Linked DNA regions of Anser cygnoides: region 1 is linked to region 2. A link is a contact called in public Hi-C data. All regions are on one chromosome and are shown on one strand. Each heading gives the region's core, a stretch centred on a gene start, on an enhancer-like site or on the middle of the called end of the contact. The rest is flanking DNA. Distances are from core to core; before and after follow the strand shown. Region 1 overlaps RASSF7 (Ras association domain family member 7). Region 2 overlaps PNPLA2 (patatin like phospholipase domain containing 2).

Evidence for each region. Hi-C and Micro-C count contacts between places; a contact is called where the count stands out from the background.
Region 1: a contact with region 2 is called in a Hi-C map of liver, with 1.8 times the contacts expected there. The contact joins two enhancer-like sites. A contact is called at or near these places in 2 of 7 Hi-C or Micro-C datasets (both in liver).

Annotation. Positions count from the first base shown.
Region 1 is chr5:20,591,834-20,597,181 of Taihu_goose_T2T_genome, reverse strand. RASSF7 (Ras association domain family member 7) reads left to right here. Exons shown (of 7, transcript XM_066997356.1): 2 at 4,305-4,458. The coding sequence starts at 4,356. Among named protein-coding and RNA genes, the nearest start is that of RASSF7, 12 kb to the left of the region's middle. Within about 2 kb of position 3,346, at least 1 of the 3 cell types and tissues checked has open chromatin away from gene starts, as enhancers often do. A contact at or near this core is called in liver, where this site is marked.
Region 2 is chr5:20,442,298-20,447,541 of Taihu_goose_T2T_genome, reverse strand. All of the region lies in intron 1 of PNPLA2 (patatin like phospholipase domain containing 2), which reads left to right. Among named protein-coding and RNA genes, the nearest start is that of PNPLA2, 8.8 kb to the left of the region's middle. Within about 2 kb of position 2,196, at least 2 of the 3 cell types and tissues checked have open chromatin away from gene starts, as enhancers often do. A contact at or near this core is called in liver, where this site is marked.

The DNA of each region.
Region 1 (5,348 bases), core at 2,097-4,596, 150 kb before region 2:
TTCAGCTTTGTTTCCTCTGTAGAGAACCGCTTAAAAGCGTGTGGCCCAGATCTTGGCGGTGCGGGATAACGTGTCCCTGGGTGCTCAGCACCACCGAGGTGTTGAGGTCCCCTCCCGGTCCTTCCCTCCGTGCCAGTACAGTGAACTGGGGGTGTCTGCAGGAGGCTCTCCCCGGAGCCTGGAGGGGCTCAGCCTGCAGGACAGAGGTGTTGTGTCCTCTTAGGAAACCACGTGGTGCCTGGGGAAGGCATTTGGGATGCCAAAAGCAGCTGCTGGCTGCAAAACTGGTATTTTCTAAGCAGACATTTTTTTCTTACGGGTGAAAAATTAAGGGAGAAAGGTGCTTGCATTTGAAATGAACTTGGAAGCCTTGGCCAGAAGGTGCTGGGTCAGCTTCTGGGAGCCCCTGCCGGGGACAGGATGGATCCCTGCAAATCGGTGGAGGTACGTGCTTCTGTAATCGGGGCAGCCAGCTGATTTTCTTGGCTGGCCGCATGATGTTTCAGGTCACGAGGCTCTTGCAGGCACCCGTGGGGTGTTTATGAGCCGGCTGGGACATGCCCTGCTCGTCTGCAGGGCACCAAACCCAGCTATGCAAAGCGTGCATCCTCTCACCTGCAGAAATAACCCCTCCACCTCCTGCTGCTGTAGCAGGTCCTGCTCTTGGCCGGGGCTCGGAGCACCTGCAGCCACCACGCCTGCCCATCTCCCTCCCGATTGCCCAAATTCGGCCTTGCCACTGCCAGCTCCGAGGAGCAAGCTTGGCCGGCTGAAGGGTGAGGCTTAAAATTTGGTTGTTGCCTCTGCTGCAGAGCTGTGTCGAGCCGGTTGCTGCGAAACACCTCGATTAGCAGGAGGACTGATTGCTCCCTCTTTTAATCAAGGTAACCCAAAGCTGGCTTCAAACCCTGAGCTTTAAAAGCAGCCTTGATTTATGTGAGGTTGCAGCTTTGTTCAAATCGAGTCTGAACATTTTTTTTTTGAGCTTGTTTTTTTTTTTTTCCAATTTAGACTAAGATGCAGCAAAAAATAAAGCTGTAAGATCTGGGAGTGTTAATTTATATTTTTTTTTCAGTGCCAGCATTTGAAATTCCAACTCCCAGTTAGGAAATTTGTCGAAGAAGTTGTGTGAATCATCCATACCATCAATTTAGGACCGATCACATGGGAAGGGAGCAGAAAATTAGTCACTTCGTTAATCTGCTTCCAATAAAAATGACTTAGAAATACACGGGGGGGGGGGGTAAAACATAAGAGCAGCTTGTGGGAGCGGCTGTCACGCGTCCTCGCACCGGCGCAGCAGCCACCTGCTTGTTTCCCTGTGCTTTTTTGGGGTGGCCGGCGAGGCCCTACAGCTGCCTGCGCTTTGGTTCGTGATCAAAGCGGCTTCGGATGGCGGCAGCACTGCGAGCGCAACCGGGGGCAGCTGGAAGGCGGCCTCCCCCCGGGGAGCAGCGGTTCTAACCGGCTAACTTTAGGTGCGCAGAAGGGCTTCGATACCCAGAGCAAGCCGCGTGCAGCATTCCTTACTTAGATCAGTTTTCCAAAAAAAAATCAGAAGATGGAAAGATAAAGGAGGAAAACATGGAGGAATGGCCTTCTAATCGCTATACGCGCACGTTCTTTTGGCAGTAAGGGAAAAAACTTTTACAGCTAAGAAAAGGCAAATAACTTTGTACGAGGAATTTAACAGCAGCGGCTACAAAGGAGGCGATGCTTTGGGATGAGGTGGAGGTTTGTGTTTTTGAAAGCTTTTACAGGAGCAAAGATAACGCTGCAGTGAAAGAGCAGATAATGTCCTGTGCATCCTTATGGAAACAATTTTATTTATTTATTTTTCCCAAGTCTGGAGTGAACTTTCAGGGAGAGGAGAGGCCAAGGGGCTGGTCAGGGTTGCAGCATGTTGGCGGTGCTGATGCAAAGGGTTTGGAGAAGCCAGGAAGGGTGAGCGTGGTCTGGGAGAGCTGAGAAATCGCTGTCCCTGAGAGCCGACAGTGAGCTTGTTTCTCCCTGGATGTACACTGCTCCCTGCATTGCTGCCGGGGGAGACTCAAGGGGTCGCTTTCCCAAGTAGCCTCTAAGAGATTTCCACGAGATAAGCTTCAGAGCCGCATTACGCACGGGCACTTCCCCGGCACCGCACGGTTTGCTAGCAGCTGGTGTTGTGTTTTTGGTACAAAACGCTCTCCTCCTTCGGTTCTCCCTCCAGCAGCGATGCGACACCGGGGCTGAGCTCATTCATACCTGAGCCCCTGTGTCGCCACGGGCAGCTCAAAGCCGAAACTCCTCCGTAAGAGGAGGAAAAACGCCTGCTGCCGCTCCCTGCCTTTCGGTTACGTGCCACTTGCCGTGGGCCGGACGCTGGTAAATGATTGCCAGAGGCTGGCTCTGCACCCAAACGGGAGCCTCTCGCCCACGCGGGACCCGCGGCGTCCCGCTCCCGGACCGACCATCGCTCGTCACCCCTCGTCTCGGCGGCCGCCGTCGTTTCGTGCGAGGAGAGGTGAGGCCGTTGCTTTTCTCATAACACAGCCGGCTGCTTTTATTTATTTTCAAACCACCCACTCCTGGCCTCCGCCGGGGCTGTGGGGTAGGACGGGGTGGGGAAAAGCCCGGCTCCACGGGCGGTTTTGGCGCTGGCGGTGCCAGTAGTTGGCACGTCGCTTTCCAGGACACCCTGCCACCCGGTGCCGGCGCTGGGGTCCTGTGTCCCGGCACGATGGTGGCTTTGGGGTGGCAAAACCCAGCCGGGTGGTGCCCGAGCTCGGCAGCGACGCTGAACTTTGCTCCATGGCGGGGGCGGGCGCCGGTTTCACTGGGAGTTTGCGGCCACGCAGCGGGGCAGAACCATGCTCTGAAATGAGACTGGTCTCCACCTCGCCAATACAGCATTTAGGGAACGTTGGTGGGAGAAATGGGCAGAGCCCGAGCTCCTTCGCTGCTGCTGGTTTTCCCCCTCGGCGCTGCCGAGTCAAATAATCGTGCCCGTGGCGGCTGCTCCGCACCCGCTGCCCTCGGTCCCCGCCGCGCTCCGCGGGTAAATCTGGAAGTGAGGGATCGATAACGCTGCTGCGGGTGATGGGGAGGCTGGTGTTGGATCAGCTGCTCCCAAGTGCTCCCCGGGGGATGGATTTGGCTTTCGGGCTTGTTCTCCAACAAGTCGTTCTGCCCCAGCACCGTCAGGTCTCCTGGTGGGAACAGCACCGTGGGACTGTTTCCTTTCCTAGGCTTCTCCTTTGCCTTGTGTCACGGCTAAAGCCTTGTGTTGCTCAGGGTGGGAGCCTTTGAGCCCTTGCTTTGATTCCTCAAGGAGGCAAAAATAAAAAAATAAAAAGGTGTTTAACTCAAGTTAAATCTTTTCTCCCTGCGCTGACACCTGCTCCTCCTTCAGCCTGCTCCTTGCAGGCACCCCTGGGGCGACGGCAGCGGTCGTGGCGTGTCCCCAAACTTTGGGGAACGGGGGGAACTGGGAGCTGGGCTAGGTTTGGAAAGCAGTTTGGGACCCTTTGTACCTTCCTCTGCCCAGGTCCCTCAGACAGGCTTGATGCTTGAAGGCTCCACAAAAAAACATAGGAGGAAAAAACATTTTGAGAGTGTTTACAACCAGAATAAACCCAGATATCTGAGTTCTTTGCAGATTACGTCGATTTAATTTCATTTGTTAAGACTTGTGGTCGTTTGGCTGCTGGAAGAGGCAGGAGTGCTAAGTGAGATTTTGCTGCAGTTAATTTTTCCCATTTCTTAATCCCTCTCAGATTAACAGAGGGGAAGGCAAATAGAGCACAACGTGCGCCATCTACACCTCTCAATTTCCCTTTGCACAGCTGGGAAGGGTGGGCGGGAGGGCGGCCGGAGGCTTCTCTGCCTTTTAGATATTGTTTGGAAAATCCCCAGTGCCGCACTGCCAAATTGTTAGGGAAATAGCAGCGAAAGTCCAACAAATCCATTAAAAGGCTGCGCTCTCAGCAGAAGTAGGCAGGGTGTTTCCTGGCTGCCCAGGCCTACCATGCACACGGGCAAACCTCAGTGCTTCTCACCTGGGGAGGACTTGGACCCGCTGCCCAGACCTGAGCTGTGCACGGGGTTTTTGGTGAGACAGAAGGGTTTTATTGCGGGTGAACGCCGGTATTTTAGCAATAACACCATAAATCTGATCTGCGAGCAGCAGCAAGCGTCTGGCTCCGGCTGCACCTCGTGGGTGGGGGCTGATGTTCCAGGCGCCCGGCAGACCTAAAAGCGCGGCTGTTAAAGCATCGCCCCTAGAAGAGGCTCAGGACTGACTCCTCGTGTCTTCTCTCCCGCAGGGACCGCGTCCCGCGATGCCCCAGCGTGCCTGAGGCCCGGCAGCCGCGGGGATGGAGCTGAAGGTGTGGGTGGACGGCATCCAGCGGGTGGTCTGCGGCGTCTCGGAGCAAACCACCTGCCAGGAGGTGGTCATCGCTTTGGCGCGGGCCATAGGTGAGCGGCGCACACCTGAGCGAGCTAAAGCGGAGCTCTCAAGACCCGACCAAACTCCTTGCCCTCCGTTTGGCACGGCCGTGTGTTTATATCCCTCCTCACAGAGGCTTGCTGGGGAGATGGCCAAAATAAATAGCTTGCAAGCGGCGTGGACAGGGTGCCTGGATGCCGGTGCCTGCCGTGCTCTCGCCTGTGGTCAATCCTGCCTTCTAGTGGCTCAGTTTCAAAACGCTGCGATCCTATTAGCGCGCAGGCTTTGCGCTGCGACGTTTCCCCTCTGTGCCAGGTTTGAGATCGAGCCCTGTAGATCAAAGCCCTCGTATCTCCGATTTCTCTTGCACGCCTTCCAAAAAGAACAGCAGGCTGATGTCTCCTCCACCTCCGCTCTCCAGGGCGTGCGTTCTTCCAGGCTGAGGGAACAGCAGGGCAGCTCCAGTTGGTGTCCTCAGCTTTTTCACACGCAAAACTCGACCGCGGAGGCGCTGAGCTTTGCAGAGAGATGCCCCATCCTACAAAGAGGGGCAGCACGGGACCCCGTTAACGGGGGGATGACTCGTGCCGTCCTCTCTGCGGCGAGCTGCTCCTGCTGTTGGGTGTCCCTGGGGAGATGGGTGGAAGATTTGGGTGATGGGTGGGAGATTCGGTGGGAAGATTTGGAAGGGGAAAGGGAGGAAAATGAATTTGTGCGGGTTTCGGGGTGCGCCCCACTTCCCCGGCACCATCCTCCCCCCAATGCTCTCGCTCGTTTTGGTGTCCAGAGCAAAACAAAAATGCCCCATCCTTGGTGGGTAGGGGCACCTCTGGGTGCTTCCTGGGGAGAGGGAACCTCCTGGGGGCAGGGTCCAGCTCTGGGGCAGCGGGGACGTCACCGGCCGCGGCTTCCCCCCCGG
Region 2 (5,244 bases), core at 947-3,446:
CCCCAGGAGGCCTTGTGTTAGTGGTCGTCACCTGGATGAACAAGGCAAGAGCGGGATGTGGTTCCCTTCCTGCCTACGTGCAGCAGAGGAGAAAGGCAACTTCACAGTCATGCAGCTGTTTTTGGTCCATCTTTCTCCTGCCCGTTCTCTCTCTTCTCCACTAGCTTTCTCCTGCTAGGTACTTGCTTTAAAAAAAAAAAAAAAAGCCCAGCATTGCGCTGGCCCAGGGCAAGCAGCAGGGATCCGAGCTTCACTTCCCTCTAAGGCAATGAGCAGCAATGCAACGCTAATCCTTGTATTAGGGAATTACAGGGGGGGAAAATTAGGCTAGCGGTGACTGCAGCGATTGTGCCAGGCAATAATCCTGGCTGCCTGCCTGAGCTGAGCCTTCCTATTGATTGCTCCCCAGCAGGAGCCGCGCTCTTGTCTGGTTTGTGTTGCAAGAGCAAGCGCTCCGGGCCTGCCTGCAGGAGCAAAGCGGGCGCTGGCTTGCAGGGCATCAGCTGCCTGGTGAGGCTTCGCTGTGCCGGCGCTTCCCTAATGCCGGTGCAAAGGTTCAGCTGAGGCGTAACCACGGCTGGCAGCTCTTGTGCCCGCTCTCCCAAAGCCTTTTTGCTCGTGCCCTGAACGAAGTAACCTACCTCAGACGTCCTGGGGGCTGGCACGTTGCGAAGAGGGAGGCTTGGGGCTCTGAAGCAGCTGCAGGCGGTGGGGATTCACGGCGCCGTCCTGCTGCGGGCTGCATCTGGGCTCTGCGATGCTGAGCTCCGAGAACCTGGGCCAGGAGGTGGTGTGGGACCAGCCCTTCCTGCAGCAGCTGCCTCCGGCTGCAGGAGCTGGCCCTGCTCGAAAAGCCGTCTCTTTCAGTGTCTCCACTCGCCCCACCTGTGAGGTGAGAAGAGGGGTTATTTGCCAGCCTGAAAGGGGCCTGAGGAGTTACTCCGATTTTTTTTTTTGCTACCTCTGCATCAAAAAAAGAAACAGCTTCCTTCCTGGCTGTCATCTGGAGCTGAGGCAGCCGAGCTGCTCCTTGTTCTCTGATGACAAAATAGTAGGAGAGAAGGAATGAGTGGAAACTTATAAATCATATAAATGCTCCTCACAACAAAAATGAGGGAAGTCCCAAAGAACAACCTGTTCTGGTACGTGTTTCTCAGTGTTACCAGCTTACAGGGCGATGTGCACAGATGGGAAAAGGACCAGTGCCACTGGGGGTTCTGGTGCTGCCTGCCTTCTCCCAGCCCCAAGCATTTAAGAAGGGTTTTTGTGTGTGTTAAATAGTGGCATTTATACAAATTCGGCCATGTAAGGCAGAGATTCCTCCCCCCCACGGTTTTAGGATTTCACACTGAAATGGAGGATCCGTCAGTAGCTTTGGATCACACATCACCTGGAGGCGTTTTACGGGGCAGACCACAAGTCGTTGTTCTCGCTTCATTTCCTGCTGGCATTAATCTATCCCTCGGGCCCCCTTTGACATCCCTCCAGCCTCGCTGATGGGATGAGGACGCCCCGGGTCAGGTTCCTGTTCCCTTGGGGCAAGGGGTGGAAACCAGGCTGCTTCAGCATGAGCACGGGAGGAGGAGCAGGAGCCCAGCCGGGCGGTGGGGATCTTTCCTGGGCTGAGGTCGGCGCCCCCAAGGCCTGGAGGCGTCCCTGGATCACCTGCACGCTGCTATCTGCTGTTGGCCCTTCTGGCGAGTGAATGGGTGCTGAGGAAATGTCCAATAAAGCGCTCTGGGTTAATTATTTTCTAGCTGTCAGCCTGCAGACTTTTCTTTCGATGTCCCTTGTTTACAGCTCAATGTTTTTAGGCTGGTGGCGGGACTGGGCTGTACCCTCTCCGGGGAGAGGCTGGGCAGGAAAAGCGCTTGCGTCGCTTGCTCTCAGTGCGGAGGCAGGCGCAGGAGCTGTGCGTGCTGAGCTGGAGCAGCCTGGGGGTCTGTGCTCGGGAGGGACGTGGGGCAGCTCTCCTGAAACCTGTGCTCGTCACGAGGGGCTGGCTTTTCGCTCCTCCACGGCACCGCTCCAGCTGAAGCAGCAGCAGACAGGCAGCCAGACTGCCTTGAGGGAGGTAACACCGGTAAATTCCTTCTGATTCCCGAATTTGGGTCTGAACAGGGACCTACTGACGGGAAACACGAGAGCTCCACTGATGCTCAGCTCTGGGAGCAAAATGCAAAGATCCCAGCTGGGGGCTCTTGCAGGGAGCATCTACCCCACGAACCTCGCTCTGAGCAGGTGGTGCTGGAGGGGTGTCAAAAGCACCTGCGCTTCTTTCTGCTGGTTGTCTGCCTTTCAGAGCTGTCCCTGCATCCATCCTGCCGCTGTCCCCTGTCCCCCCTCCCCATCTGGGTGCCTTTTCTGGAGCCCGCGCCCTGTTTACCACCCAGGGAGCGGGAATGTCCCTGGCGCAGGGGGTGATCTTTGTGCCGATGTGGAGCTCTTCCAGGGGGAGCTGTGGTGTCACGGGAGCCGCAGTCACGGGAGCTGCCGGCTGGAATGCGCAGCGTGCCCCCTCCCTCTTCGGCCTGCGCTGCTCCTATTTTTGTGCCTGTCTTAAGCTCTTTTTTTCCACTTGAAATACTTCATGGGTCAGCCGTCCTGCTGGCTGCGGGATGGTTACCAGGGTGGGCAACAGGCGAGCGCTGAGGTGCCCTTGGTGCGAAACACAGAGGTCAGGAGAGGCCCGGGGCTGCCTGTCCTGCCCCAGCAGGTGTGTTGGGCACGACCGATGGGCGCAAGAGCTAATTCTTTAAGGAAACCAGTCTCACCAGGACGATACACTCATGTAAAGCTGGCTTGGCGTAGCTTAAAAATGAACTGGGATCCTGCAGCTGCATACAGGGCTCTTCCCCTGGGCAGCCATCCACTGCCCCTTGTGGCTGCTGCAGAGGGATCCCAGGCCAGAGGTGGCCCAGGTGGCCTCCCCCGTGCCACGTGAAATATTTCTCATTGATACAGGTTGTGTTTGTTTAGAGGGATAATGGTTTAGTTAAGTCTGTATGGGGAGAAGCATTTGGTGGGGGAAAAGAGCTGATACCAGCTGTGGGAGGTTGGCAGTACTCCTTGTGATGTACCCCAAGAGAGGAAAATAAACGTTGTGGTTTTCCCCGTGACCCTGTGCTCTGAATCATCAGATCCATCAAAAAACAAACTTTTCTGTGGACTGGAGTTGGCACAGGATTACCCCGGCAGGGGCAGACAGTTTGTGGCTGACTCCTGCAGGATTTTTCTCTCTACCACCTCTCTCATTCAGCTGCTCCCTCTGGCAGACTCCTTTAAGTCCCATCACTACCAGAAAAGCTATTCCAGGAAAAACCAGCTCAAATTCTGTTCGCTCTCTCACCTCTCCTTTCTCCTCCCGAACTTATTTCCAGGAGGGCTTGCCATCTGTCATGGATCTAGCTGCGTAAACCTGACTCCTCTGGCTGAACCCTCAGCTGGCCTTATTTCCAGGAAAGCCGGTGGCGCTGCAGATCGCCCTGTGCCTTCCTCGTCCCACGGAGCTCCTCTGTACTCGGTTTCGGTGCAAGCGAGCCAACAAGTCCAACAAGATCAGAGGTGCCCTCAAACTGAAATACCTGAGAAGCTGCTTTTGCACAATCTGTTTATATGCACACATTTAAAACAAACAAACAAACAACAAAAAAAAATTCAAAAAATCCAATTGCTAATTATCAATAACTCTTATTTTGTCCCCAGTTCTCCCATGTCCCCCTGTCCTGCTTGGCTGGGTAACGACGACAGAGAAGCAGCTGGAGCCCAAGTCCCTCCTCAGATGCCAAGACAGTCTGTTTCCTGGCATATTTGGGACTTTGTTTTCCCTAAGCAACTCCCAGCTCAGACTTTTTGCTCAGACGTTAGTCATAAGCTCTGTATAACTGCAGTTGTTCCCAGTGTCGCTGTCGCATCTCTGCACGCTGAGGTGCCAAGTCTGAAGGCAAGCTTCTCTAAGCGCCATCCCTGAGCCGCCCTCCCCAGCATGGCCCTGTGAGTGGGGTGTCCCCGTGGCTCAGGCTCCCACCCTATTTATTACTGGGGTTTCAGCAAGGCCAGCAGCTCTGTGACGCACTCCGTGCAGTGGGGCTTCCAGGGCTCGTGTGGCCAAGGTGCTGGAGTGGGCTCCATCCAGTTTTGGGCTCTGCTGCAGGTTCTTTGTGTGTATTTCTTCCTCTCGTTAGGCACAAAGGTGTCTTAGGCACGGAGTGCTAACAAGTTGTCATTTCTGGCTGTTGTCCTTCGTGTTGGGAAGGATGTTGAACCGTGCAGCTACTATCTGGAACAGGCTGGGCTCAGTGGCTTACGGCTAATTGAGTAAGTAAGATCAGAATTAGGCTGCTAAACATTGCTTTAGGAAAGAGCAGAAGACTGGGATTATAGGGCTAAAAATTGCTTCGGAGAGGGGAACTTGGATTTTCCGCTGAGTTGCTACCTCACAGTACCCAAATCCTGACCCCAGAGCCTCTGGTCGTGGTCAAGGGTCTCATTTAGTGCTCGCTCGAGCTGCTGGTGTTGCTGGCTTTCGTGCGCACACAGTCGCGTTAACAGGCTGCCTTAGTGGAAAACATGTTGCTGGCACACGTGTATTGCAAAAGAATGGGATGTGTCAACACCCGCAGTGCGCTGGGGGTGGTGTTTCCCTTATCTCTGTTAACCTGAGTCTAACTCGGCTGCCTCCTTTCTGCAGTCACAGGGCTGAGAGGGACAGGGAGCAAACCAGAGGGATTTCAAGTTGGCTGGCACTGACAGCAGCTTTCATCTTTGCCCAAAAACCAAACTGCAGCTTGGGGAGAAGATTTAATTGGTGAAAGCGTGGCTGTTTCCCCCAGTTCCTTTAATTCTTGCCTGGATACTTTCCTCACCCGTGTGTTCCCTGTGTCTCTGGGATTGCAGCGACTGGCGGGTGCTCAGAGGAGTCACTGCCCCGTGTCTCACCACGGCTTGGGCTGCGTGTGGAAGCAGCAGTCAGGGTGCGCAAAGGGCAGCGTGTTGGGCACGGAGGGTTTGGCTTGGGGTGAGGTTTTTGTTTTGTTTTCTCCCTTCCCTCCTTTCCCACCACGGAGCCCTGATGCTCTTGCCAGGCTGGGCTCCTAGTGACCGTGAGATACTGGGCTTAGCAGGCGTACAGATGTCCCTTTTGTGCTGAGGGGGTGTCTTCTCCCCTCCAAACCCAGCTGGGTCACTGTGTGGAAGTGTAAAGCAGGCGTGCTTCTGGGAATCCTTGCCATCGGGGCCTGGTTT